Regions from separate parts of the Mus musculus genome. Here region 1 is linked to region 2. Evidence: chromatin contacts called from public HiChIP or PLAC-seq data. All regions are on one chromosome and are shown on one strand. Each heading gives the region's core, a stretch centred on a gene start, on an enhancer-like site or on the middle of the called end of the contact. The rest is flanking DNA. Distances are from core to core; before and after follow the strand shown.

Region 1 (3,333 bases), core at 288-2,787, 53 kb before region 2:
TCATTATGTAGGTCTGGATATCCTGGAGCTGATTCTGCAGCCCAGGCTGGTCTCAGACTCACAGAGCTCTGCCTGCCTCTGCCTCCCAAGTTCATCAAAGACACATGCCACCGTGACTAGCTACAAATAACTCTTAAAGTCATAAAAAAACCAAGACTACAGGCAACCCAATTAAAACCAAATGTGGGGCTGGAGCTATGCCTTCGTGGGTGAGTGCTTGCCTAACATTCGAGAGGTTCTGGGCTCAGTCTCCAGCACCATCTGCACATGCCTGCAATCCAAGCGCTCAGGAGGCAAAGGCAGGGTACACTCGAGGTTATCTTTGGCTACATAACAACTTTGAAGTTAGTCTAGGATTCATGTACCTCTGTTTAAAAACAACATCAACAACAATGAAAACAACTGAACCAAATAAGACCAACCTTGGTCCTTGGCAACACCCTGTCAAAGAGGAGTGATGCTGCCGGGGCTGGAGAGACAGCTGGCTCAGCAGTTAAGAGCACCGACTGCTCTTGCAGAGGACCCTGGTTCAGTCCCCAGCACTCCCAACGAAGCTCACAATCATCTGCAACCTTAGCTTAAGGGGATGTAAAGCCCTCTTCTGACCTCCTCTGTCACTGCACACATCTAGGTCACAGCCATGCACGCAGGTACTCACACATGCATGTAAAATAAAAATGAGCACATCTCAAAGCAGCAACAACAAAGGCTGGGGATGTAGATCAAACTGTTTGCCTAATATGTAGAAGACCTTGAATTAAACTCCCAGCCTCCTCCTTTCAAATATTTGAAGTGATATTTCCCAGAAGAAGTTTAGGCTGTTGGTGAACAAAGGAAAGATACTACCGTGCAAAGGCACATAACATTCATTAGGAAAATACACGTTAACACATACATTGTCGACGCCCTGGTCTCCAGTGTGTTCTTGGGATACTCCAGGACCCCTCGCTCAAGCTCTGCCCCAGGACCCTTCACTTCCCTGATGTGTGCTGGCTGTTGTCATAGCCTTGGTTGGCTCCCATCCTACTACCCTCATTAATGGGGCGTGTGCTGACTTTTTGCTAGATTCCCGGAGGGTCCTGATCCTCCCAAGGGGCTTGGCAGGACGCCCATGGGGACGCAGCCGGCTATATTCTGGAAAATCTGTGTTCGAAGACCATACCTCATCTCTCACTTTGGGCCCAGGATTTCGAAGAACTGACAACTGAATTCCCCTCGTGGGGCTTCATCAAGGGACGCCTAGTTAATGATTTGTGTGGTCCAGGTCCCCAAGTTTCCAGGCTTCTGATGGTGGGTGGCAACACTGCTGCAAGAGCAGATGAACCGGAGGCTCCACCTTTGTGCCTAGAAGTCCCGGAGGCGCTGGCGGGAGGGCGGGTGCTGCAGGCGGCTCCCTGGACGCAGGGGCGGACCCGGCTCCTTCCCGCTCACTCGGGTCGCTGCCCTTGAGTCACTCCGGCAGAGGGCGCCGGCGCCGGCCTCTCTGCCCATCGGGGCGGGCGAGCTGGGGACCCTGCCTCCTGCGCGCCCGCCCGCGTTCCGCCCCCCCTGTGCTCTTCCCGGCGGCCGGCGGGACGCCCGTGCCCGAGCCCCAGAGTCTCTGCAGTGAATCGGTGCATCGGGGCAGGGAAAAAGGGACACCAGAGTGGCCCTCGAAGGGGACCAGCCTGCGAAGCGCGAGGAAGGAAGAAGCGGACGCGTGGCGGGGAGGGGTTGAGGCGCCCCGGCCCGAAGCCCAAAGGCCGAGCGCGCGGTAGGCGACCGGGCACCCACGGCCCGCAGCATGGCTCGGGGCTGGGTGCGGCCGAGCCGTGTGCCTCTGTGCGCCCGGGCCGTCTGGACGGCTGCGGCGCTCCTGCTCTGGACACCCTGGACGGCAGGTAAGGACCCTGCGTGCGCCCTCCGAGCATTGCCCGCTCTTCCACCACTCTCTCGGCCGCCGCGCGGGCGCCGGTGCTCTCGATCGAGGGGCGCCAGGCAAGGCCATGCTTCGCGCGCTCGGCGCCAGCTTGGGCCCGTGCCCTCAGTCGCCTGGGGCTGGTTCCAATGAGCTGCGCTCTAGGGACCACTAAGTGTTTCCAGAGGCCGGGGTGGGCAGCGGCCGGGAGCTTTTCTTAAGTACATCACAGTCGAGATGTGCACCGGTAGACGTGCTCTGTGTGACCCAAGACCTGGACTCCATCGTTTCTTCCCAGGTCACCGCCGTTCCAGTCCACATGCATCCCTTGAACCTTGTCTGCCTCCGGGGCAGATGCGGTCCTGAGTTAGTCTTTTTTTTCCCCGGGGCAGTGGGGAACGCACGATCGAAGGTCTTGGCTTCCCTTTTGTTGAAATTGGTGGCCAAAGTGGTGTTTGGTGGGTCCTGCTTAGCTGGGGGCTTGGCCCCGGGATTTGATTTGCGAGGCTGAAGGGGAAGTGCCCTTCCCCCTGTCCTCGTAGTGTTTTCTCGAGCGTTTCTTCCACCTCTGGAGGATTCTGTGTGGGCTTGATCAGGGCTCAGGAGACCCTGTCAAGGAGCACAGACGTGTTTTTGGAGGATACCTGGGTAGAAATGACTGTGGTGGCCGGAGGAGGAAGAGGCGATGATCCTCCCAGTGCAAACCCTAGAGCACCTACTGGCCGTCAGGTCTGTGGCCCGAATCCCCGCGGCCTGTTGGCTCGGCTGAAGGTAGGCACGGCCTCCGGGCCCAGGAGGGTCAGGGACTCTTGAGGTTTGCCCTAAGTTTCTGAGCTGCGTGAGACGCGCCCTACTGGGACAGTGACTTCAGTGTTCCCCAGCCCCCCAGTGTTCCCGCAAGCAGGTGAGAGTTAAGGGGCAGAGTCAGGCAGCAGGACTTGGGGATCTTTCCAAGTCCTGCTGTGCGGGGGCGCTTTCTTGTGTCGGGTCCAAAGAAGGAAGGAAATGCTGAGCAACCTTCCAGGAGGGCGTTTGGGTTTAAACCGATGCTGATGGTATTTACCGTTTCTGATCTCTTGATTTGCATTGATACACCTATCCCCGAAAGCAGGAACCGCTGATTGCAGAATGAGAGTGCCCTGTATCTTAAATTAATGTCATTACCAAACTGCCCGCCCCGCAAGAATTCCCCCTTCTCCACCATCAAGAAATTCTTTTGAAACTAAGGGGCTATAAACTGGTCGCCTCCATAGGGATTTTGGCCTTTGCCACAGGCCCTTACAAATCTTGTGGTTTGGGGTGTCTTGAGGTGTAGCTGGGGTGGGGGCACAGGATCCGCTATGGTAAGGGGGCAGGAGCCTTGGTTGCTTAAAGTCAATTTTGTAACCAGAGTAGAAAGGCCTACTTGCATTTTGAATGTATCAGTTTGAGGACTG
Region 2 (3,550 bases), core at 710-3,209:
AAAAAACAAAACAACAACCCAAATGCTCCCTGACAGAAGGATGGAAAACAATTGGTTTTCGTATCGAGTGCAGCTTTGCTTTCAGCTCGGACAAAGCACATATCTCACTTACTACATACAGGCAAAGCCGGGTGGGGCGTGTGGCTTTCAGGAATAATGGCCAAGGGTTGCTGACAATATAAATTTAGAATCAGGGCACCTTCAAAGAGAGGAGGAGAAGGCCTTCACCAGGTCTTGGGTTCATTCACTCTGGAAATATTACATACTAAATTAAAATAATCCCAACAAAAGGTTTCCCTAAACTTAGAAAAGGGGCTGCTAAAGGCTTCTCTCTCTGCTCTACGGTCTCATCCCCACCCCCACTCAGGATGACAGCCAAGCCCCGCCCTGGAAGGGTCCTTCGAGGCCATTCTTCTGTGCATCTGCCTTAGGAGCCTCGGACATTAAAAGCGGCCTTCCTGGGGATCGTGAAAGGGTTTGAATTTCCCGACTATCCCGGATAAAAGGAAGGCAGGCAGTCCCCTCCCCGGGAGCTGTGGGCCTCCTTATTTACGAATTCCCAGGGCTCCTCCTGGGCCTTTTAAATGTTAAGTAATGGGTTCGTGACCTGTGGTGAGAAGAAAGATGCCCGGCAGGTAAAGTTATCTCTCCCTTTCATCTGTTTAATCTCCCTGCTTTGGGCTACACACTGAGAGCCCAGCAATTACACCCTTCCTACCCCCATGGAAAACCGAATTTCTTTTCTTTTCTTTTTTCTTTCTTTTTTTTTTTTTAAAGGAGAGAAGTTTATTCCCGGGATGGAGTTAGGTGTGCATTTCCAGAGAAGCACCTCAGAGGGGCTTCCTATCCCTCTTGCAGAGAAAGACCGGTTAGGAGGGAGGCTTCCACACAGCATGGGGGAGGGAGGCTGAGAGGGTGCGTGGAGACTGCAGCAAAGCTGCAGGTGTCTCTTACGTATGGGGAGAGGAGCTCCTGTGAGTGCAGAGAGCTTGCTGTGAGGTCATGGTACAAACAGAGCCTCTGATGAAGAGAGTCGCTTGTAAACAAAGATGGCAACAGAGTTGAAGGTAGGTAAAATCAGCTGTGTAAGGCGAATGGGCATGACCCACGCCCGGAAGTAGTGGATCCTCCCCTGTTCCAGTGATCATGGCTGTCTTTCCCCCACCCCCCTCTGCCATCACACATTTTGGTGAGGGCTCTGCTCTCTTCAGGTCCTCTCTTACCCAGGCATTTGGCCCTCTCCTTTGTGTCCTGAGTGACACCCCTGAGCAGTGGCCTGGGCCCAGGTGGCTGGAGACACAGGCTGCCCAGTTGGGGGATGCTCTTGAGCCCACCCCACCTCCCACCCCCATCACTGCCACCTTACCCCTGGGAGTGATGGAGACCTATTGAGAAGGAGGCTTTGTCCAAGGCTGGGTGCTGGGCCTTGTCAGGGTGATGGGCCTCGTCCCTGTCACCAGCCTCCTCTTACAGCCTTTCGGAGGCATCTTTGTTAACCTTTGACCCCTTTGTTCTCCTCTTCCCTTTGTTCCGGCGCAGCCACAGGGCAGGGCTGCCTCCTCAGGGGCCCATTGACAAATGGGGCGAAGGAAGCTGAGGAGCTCACTCTTGGGAATTTTGAGCAGAAGGTGAGAGAGCAGAGCTGCTGGGAATGACCTGGTCTGCTTCGTAGGCTCCAAGGCTTGTTAGCGTGCCCTGGCAGAAGGTTTAGTGGGCCTTCCCTGGCAACACGAAAACTACCCAGCCGAGGGAGTAAAACTGGCTCTCCATCCATTGGTCACCTCTCAGCACGGGAAGCTGTAGCTCACTCAGTTTAGAAAATGTGATTTAGAAAGGTCCGAAGTCTTTCCAGACTTAACTCAGTGCATGCAAATTTCCAGCTGATTAAGTCACTGACATTCACTTAGGGGGAAGAGGGTAGCCCACGTTTTGCCAGACTGGAAGTGGAGGAGCCATTACACTTCACAGTGGGCGTGGTCTTGGCTGGGACCAGCAGTGCCAGAGCTCAGCAGCTCAGGCTCCAGCCAAAAAAACCGGGAGAGGAACCAGTTCTTAGATCTGTCAGATGCTGACGGTCCGTCGGATGGAGGGGTGGGATTTAGGGAGGCCCTTCAGCAGTATTAAAATTCAGACAGTATTAAAAGCTGTCTTTGAGGCTGGGGTGCTGCTCAGTGGTACACTTACCTAGTTAGTATGTGGGAGGCCTGGGCTCCAAGCCCAGCACCTCAAAGAACCCCCCAAACTGTCTCAGAAAAAAAAATGGCTGTCAGGCTCAGTGGTTAAGAACACTTACTGATATTTCAAAGGACTAGGGATTGGATCCCAGCACCTACCTGTAGTTCTACCCCTACTGCCCCCTATCCAAAGCTTTCCTCTTTGATCTTCATGTGCACTTGCGTGAGTGCACACACACACACACACACACACACACACACACACAAATGAAAAAAAAAAGGGCAGGTGTGGAGAATTGAGGCTTCGAAACACTGACTCTCTGTCTCTACTTCTAGAGCCTTTTCTTTTTCTTTTAAAAACGGTGATCAAGAATGAATGAGTTATTTGTAACCCTGGGAGGGGAGCAGTTGGGTAAACAGGACAGTATCCTCCCCCGTCCTTCCTGAAGGAATCTGGCAGGTCACAGCATCTGCGAGCCAGCTAGAGAACTAGGCAGCAAAAGAATCTATTTGGTGGTGGTGGTGGTGGGGACCCAAGAAAACAAAACAAAGCAATGGAGTTTTGGCTTTTAGAGGCAGGACCTATGAAGGGTAGACTTTACTCTGGGGCGGGATCCTGTAAGACCGGATGAATCACCTGGGGTTTGCTTTGCAGCGGGTGCCATGGGGCCTGCTCTGTCTTTGAGGGATGAACAGAGAGGTTCTGGATAGCGCTGTGCCCGCCCACCTTGACCTCTGGCACAAGTGTGTGTATAGGCTGGAAGTACTGGGGCGTGTGGATTAAAGAAGCTGATGTCATTACCCCTGCTGGCGAGGCAGGGTGTGATGGGACATGGGTAAGGGTGGGAAGTAACTTCACTTTCTATTCTTCTGTGGCTTCTGAGTCAGTCAGTCAGTCAGTCAGTTTGTCTGTCTGTCTGTCTGTCAGTCAGTCAGTCTGTGTGTGTGGTCTGTATTAAAAAGATCAATATAACTTAGAAAAAAAGACAAAGGAAAAAATCTTAAAAGGTGTGTTCCCTCCCCTTTCCAACACACGCTAAAAGGATGCTGTCACCTCTCCATCTGGGAGGGGCTCCCTGTGTGGTGGAGTGGCTTGTGGGCAACTCACCTCTCCTGGAAGTGTTCAGCCCAAGCTCCTGTTTGTTGTCAGTGCCACTATCCAGGCCCCTTTCCTATGCCAATCAGTTCCCATGGCCTTGAGGGCTGCTTCCTCTTTAATTTGCCTGCTAAAGAAAAATGCACTTTGTGTGTGTGTGTGTACATCTGTGTGCTGGAGACCAGAGGTAAAAAGCCCGGCGTCCTCCACAATCTCTCTCCACATCATCATCACCATCTCCATAACCATCACCACCATCATCATTTAAACAGGGTCTCTC

What was found. HiChIP or PLAC-seq counts read pairs in DNA pulled down with a chosen protein or histone mark.
Region 1: a contact with region 2 is called in an H3K4me3 HiChIP or PLAC-seq map of embryonic stem cells, with 51 read pairs. The contact joins the promoter of Ror2 here to the enhancer-like site in region 2. A contact is called at or near these places in 4 of 39 promoter capture datasets (cranial neural crest, embryonic stem cells and stem cell-derived epiblast-like cells), 1 of 15 datasets of contacts at CTCF or cohesin (the NIH/3T3 cell line), 27 of 484 Hi-C or Micro-C datasets (adipose-derived mesenchymal stem cells, cranial neural crest, embryonic fibroblasts and 6 more), 20 of 115 datasets of contacts at active chromatin or transcription factors (the NIH/3T3 cell line, cardiomyocytes, craniofacial prominence and 9 more) and 4 of 9 other capture datasets (adipose tissue, embryonic stem cells, liver and 1 more).

What each region holds. Positions count from the first base shown.
Region 1 is chr13:53,284,328-53,287,660 of GRCm38.p6, reverse strand. It overlaps Ror2 (receptor tyrosine kinase-like orphan receptor 2), which reads left to right and starts at 1,537. Exons shown (of 9, transcript NM_013846.4): 1 at 1,537-1,880. The coding sequence starts at 1,784. Gm33574 (a long non-coding RNA gene) reads right to left here and starts at 1,480. Exons shown (of 3, transcript XR_382385.4): 1 at 1,163-1,480.
Region 2 is chr13:53,231,965-53,235,514 of GRCm38.p6, reverse strand. All of the region lies in intron 1 of Ror2 (receptor tyrosine kinase-like orphan receptor 2), which reads left to right. Among named protein-coding and RNA genes, the nearest start is that of Ror2, 52 kb to the left of the region's middle. Within about 2 kb of position 1,959, at least 57 of the 459 cell types and tissues checked have an H3K27ac peak or open chromatin away from gene starts, as enhancers often do. A contact at or near this core is called in embryonic fibroblasts, embryonic stem cells, epiblast stem cells and 4 more, where this site is marked.